2 separate regions of the Delphinus delphis genome follow, and region 2 is linked to region 1. The links are chromatin contacts, called in public Hi-C maps. All regions are on one chromosome and are shown on one strand. Each heading gives the region's core, a stretch centred on a gene start, on an enhancer-like site or on the middle of the called end of the contact. The rest is flanking DNA. Distances are from core to core; before and after follow the strand shown. Region 1 holds the start of TAC4 (tachykinin precursor 4). Region 2 holds the start of DLX3 (distal-less homeobox 3).

Region 1 (2,559 bases), core at 40-2,539:
CTAGGAAGGGGGGTGGCGGCGCGGCCTTCTCCTGTCCCCACCTCTGTGCCAGCACAGAGCAAACTGAACACAGCTTATCTGCCAACCAGAGGTCTCCTTTCCTAGAGACTGTGAGATGCTGTAGGACAGGGACAGGGACAGTGTCTTATTCATCTTCTGTGGCCCAGTGCCTCACCCAGTGTCAATAATAGTAATAGGAATGATAGTTAATGGGTATTAAATATTTACCATCATGTACTGTGCCAAGTGCCCCACATGCATTATCCCATTTCATCCTCAACTTTGGAAATAAGTGCTGTTAATAATCTCATTTTACTGATGAGGATTCCAAGGTTTAGAAAGGTTAAGTAACATGCCTAAGGTCACATAGCTATTTAGTGGGGGAGCTAGGAATGGAATTCAGGGCTCTCTGACCACAGGACCCTTGTTCTACACTAACAGATGGACAGATGGATGGATGGGAGACAGGGAGGAACTAAGTGGAGAAGCGCCCTGAACGCCATGCCAGGGAGCTTGAACTTTACACCACGGGCAGTGGGGAGACACTGGAAGGCTGTAAGCAGGGAGAGATAGGTCAGGTTAGGGCTTTGAAAAGATCCCAGCAGTGGGAAGATATTTTAGAGCTGATGACACTTGAGCAGGAGGTCATTTTTCTGGCAAATCCCAATTCCTGCCTGTGAGGACCCTTATTTCTTTACGTATTGTCTTACCTCTTAGGGCAAAACGTGTGCAACCATGTTCACATGAGGACTACTGATGGCGGGGAATGCCGAGGAAGGGGTGCAGTGACTGGAAGGGGAGACTAGTGGTAGAATACTAAGCTCTGGGGAGAGGCCTCTCTTACAGGGTAAGGGAGAAGCCAGGCAGTTCCCCCTTCCCATTTCCAAGATGGCGCTGCCTGCTCGGGGCTTCCAGTCAGGAAGCCGGAAGCACCAGGCCCCACACACTGCTCCATTGTGCACCTGCCTCCCAAGGGGAATGCAGCCAGCGGTGAGGCGGTGTTGCAACAGAGATCAACTGCTGGGGGGCGGCAGTGGAGGAGACCTGGTCCCTTCTCTGGACAGCTCGCGGTATCATTGGCTTTTCCAGCTGGTGGGGGCGGGGGGCAGTCACAGGAAATGGCCCCGGGGGTCAGATAAGCTGAAGGAAGAAGCCGAGTAGCTGGGAGGACAGAACAGGTGGAGTTTCCCCCACCTGCCGAGAGCAGCCAGAGAGAGAGGACGGAGCCTGCTAGTGGCGGTCTGTGGACTGAGAGGGGCTCCCCGAGGGTCCCAGGGCAGAGCTCACCATGCTGCTCTGCCTCACCCCGCCTCTTCTGACGGGGCTGCTTGCACTGTGGCAGGTGACAAGGAACTGCCACTTGACGCTGAAGCTGGGTCCTGGGGCACCGTGACCCTGGAGGTAGGTGCCTTTGGGGAGAAGCAGGGGATGATACATGGTGGAGGGGGCAGAAGATCCCCTTTATGGCTGCCAGGAGAGCAGGTTGTATACTGCAAGGTAGGGTGTCTGCCTCCCCTCCCTGGGCAGGTCCAAGGTCATGGCCCCTGGCCTGGCAGACCTCCAAAGAGTTGCATGCATATGGAAGCAACAGCGTGCGTGTGTGTGTGTGTGTGTGTGTGTGTGCGCGCGCGCGTGCATGCACTCACACTTCATTTAACAAACACTTATTTAACATATACTATGTTCCTGGCACTGTCCTAAATGCTTCATAAATATTAACCCCTGTAATCCTCATATCAGCCGGTGGGGAAGGTACCATTACTATCCCCATTTCACAGATAAGGAAACTGAGGCACAGAAAAGTCAAGCAGTTTGTCCAAGGTTATGCAGCTTCAAAAGCACAACTGTACAGGGACTTCCCTGGTGGCGCAGTGGTTAAGAATCTGCCTGCTAATGCAGGGGACACGGGTTCGAACCCTGGTCCGGGAAGATCCCACATGCCGTGGAGCCACTAAGCCCATGCGCCGCAACTACTGAGTCTGCGTTCTAGAGCCCATGAGCCACAACTCCTGAGCCTGTGTGCCACAACTACTGAAGCCCGCACGCCTAGATCCCGTGCTCCACAACAAGAGAAGCCACCGCAATGAGAAGCCCACGCACCACAACAAAGTATAGCCCCCGCTCACCGCAACTAGAGAAAGCCACACCCAGCAACAAAGACCCAATGCAGCCCAAAATAAATAAATTAATTAATTATTTTTAAAAAGGCACAACTGTGCACCTTGCCCAAGGTCTGATTCTGTGTATTTGTGCCTCAGAGGACATTGTCCAGCATTTCCTTTCAAGGGGGTCAACTTGGGGCGGGATCACTGTTTTGTCTCACATGCAGAAACTCTTATTTCCTGGCAAGTACTGGTTTGACTGCCAGTCTCTCCTACTAAACTGACCTGAGTTCTGTCACTGGGAATAAATCTCAAAGTTAGAGACACAGCATCTGTGCCCCACCCTGTCTGGTCAGGGAGACAAAGATCCTGACCTTGGGGAGTTCCAATCAGACAGGGGAGCAAGGCCAGTGGATCAGAGACAAACAGGCCCGGTGCTCAGGGAAGGCCTCCAGGA
Region 2 (2,559 bases), core at 41-2,540, 130 kb before region 1:
ACTTTCACACACAGACACCCCATCCCATGGTCCTCCACTCACACTGCTTACAGCCCCCCCATATACACTGGTACACTTTCTCACACTCACACTCCTGCACTCACGTACATTCTCTGCATGTAAATGAACTCTGTACCTACTGCGGAACACTTGAAATCCTCCCGTCACACACCTCAAGTACACGCATCCCCTACCCCTGACCTCTAAAAAGGCCCACACTCCCCCGGCGCTGTCCCCGATACACAGAATCTGCCCCCAAACTTACCGAAGCACACAGATATCCAGCCTGTGTCCCGCCCATCCTCATGGGGACCCCAGGTTCCCTGTTCCCTCCAGCAAGCCTAGGCCATCTCTGAAAGTTTTGGAGATAACGTTAACATCGCCACACACAGGCTGTGCACCTCCACCCTCTCTATAAGCCCCTCACCCACACACCTGCCTACCAGGCCCTCTCCAATAGGACCCTCCCTGGACCCAGTGATGACTTTCATAGGCCCAGGGCACTTTTGCCTGATGGGCCCCTTCCTCCATTAAGAATATATATATTTTGAATTACACTTTATGACTGCATTGCTGTAAAGACAATAAATATATGAATATACACTCAACCATTTTCTTCAACCTAAAATGTTCTCCTTTCTTCTGATTTTAAAAGAAATTAGAACATTATCAGGAGCCCTGGGGGCTTCTACTTTGGGCGTGTTTATCTGCCTGTCATTTCCCCCCACACACACCTTGGACCACCTCCCTCCACAAACACCCAATAGGCAAATTCCCCTCCTTCTCTGTCGCACCTGAGCCCACCTTCCACCCGCAGCCAGAGAGACAGACAGACTGAAGGATCCTGGGGACTCTACAGATAGACACCCTCCTCCCACTCTTTCCTTCAGAGACACTGGGGGTTTATCTGGGCTGAGGGAGGGACCCACAGGAGGAGGAACAGAGGGGTCTGTGTGAGTGTGTGTGTGTGTGTGTGTGTGTGTGTGTGTGTGTGTGTGTGTTGGGTAACAACAAAGAATGAGAGAGAGAGAGAGAGAGAGAGAGAGAGAGAGAGAGAGAGAGAGAGAGGAACGAAAGAGCTCAAGAGCATGTTTTGCCTGGAAGGCAAGACTTGCAGCCAATCAGAGCGCTGGGGCCTCCCTCTGCGACTCCACTATTGAGTCTATAACCGGCTGGCCGGGCGGAGCTGGTAGCATTTGACTGTGGCTTGGGACGCTACGAGAGGCGCGCCGCGACCGCCGGAAGCCCGGCGATGGTCTAAGCGCCCCTCGGCCGACCCTCCCCAGAGACGCTGCCGGGCCCTCCCCTTGCCCTCCGGACACGCACCCCCGCCTCGTCTCCTCCGCCTCCCCCGCGCTCCTGCCGGTTCCGGCGCTCCGGCCGAGGCCAGCCCGGGGGGTGGCGCGGCGCCCGCCAGGATGAGTGGCTCCTTCGATCGCAAGCTCAGCAGCATCCTCACCGATATCTCCAGCTCGCTCAGCTGCCATGCGGGTTCCAAGGACTCGCCCACCCTGCCGGAGTCTTCCGTCACTGACCTGGGCTACTACAGCGCTCCCCAGCACGACTACTACTCGGGCCAGCCCTATGGCCAGACCGTGAACCCCTACACCTACCACCACCAGTTCAACCTCAACGGGCTTGCAGGCACGGGCGCGTATTCGCCCAAGTCCGAGTATACCTACGGAACCTCCTACCGGCAATACGGAGCGTACCGGGAACAGCCACTGCCCGCGCAGGACCCAGGTGAGGACCACAGGGTCGCGGGAGAGTGGGGGACACGGGGAGGTTCCCGAGCGAGCGAGAGAAAGGCGAGGAATTGGAGCGGAAATCTAGGGAGGCGCCCCGGGTAAGCAATGTACCTGTCCGAAGTTAGAGAAGGTGGGCTAGATGACCCCCAGAGGGGACAGACGACCTTCCAGTCCCGAGACTGCGCGCCTTCGGGGCGTGGTGCGTGTGCGGCGCCGTGGTCCTGGGTGAGGATCCGGGTGAGCGAGGCGAGGACGCAGGGGCTGTGGATGTCAGAGAACCTCCTGCTCCAGGTGCTCTCCGGGCACTTCAGCAGGCGGTCCTCCATCGGGCTGTAGAGGGCTGGCGGGTAGGCAGCGGGCGCTGGAAGCTCTGCGACCCCGCTTTGGATCTGGGCTGGGGGGGGAGGGAGAAAGGTGAGGGGGACACGGAGAGAGACCCCTCAGAATTACCGGAACAGGGAAGGAAGCAGCAGTGGATAGTGGAGAAACTGAAAAAGAGCAAAGTGGAGTCAGCGTAAAAGTGGAGAGACAAAGTGAGAGAAAGGACACAAGAAAGGAACAGAGGAAAGGGCGAAGGAAGGAAAGAAGAAGGGCGTCTGATGTGTCTGCAACTTTTCTGAAAATCTAAAACTATTCTAAAATAAAAAGTTTAAAGAACAATAAAGGAAGGGAGGACGGAAGGGAAGGAGGGAGAGAAGCGACCGACAGCGTGGTGCGGGTGACAGGGCGGCGGGCAGACGGTGGCGGGAGCTGCGGAGAGCGAGGCGGCGGCCGTGCGCGTCCGGTGGTAGCTTGGCGCCGGGACCGCGCT

What was found. Hi-C and Micro-C count contacts between places; a contact is called where the count stands out from the background.
Region 2: a Hi-C map of lung shows a contact between it and region 1, with 7 times the contacts expected there. The contact joins the promoter of DLX3 here to the promoter of TAC4 in region 1. A contact is called at or near these places in 2 of 3 Hi-C or Micro-C datasets (lung and muscle).

The regions. Positions count from the first base shown.
Region 1 is chr19:24,334,984-24,337,542 of mDelDel1.2, reverse strand. It overlaps TAC4 (tachykinin precursor 4), which reads left to right and starts at 1,289. Exons shown (of 6, transcript XM_059996624.1): 1 at 1,289-1,328; 2 at 1,331-1,401. The coding sequence starts at 1,289.
Region 2 is chr19:24,465,644-24,468,202 of mDelDel1.2, reverse strand. DLX3 (distal-less homeobox 3) reads left to right here and starts at 1,290. Exons shown (of 3, transcript XM_059996512.1): 1 at 1,290-1,743. The coding sequence starts at 1,419.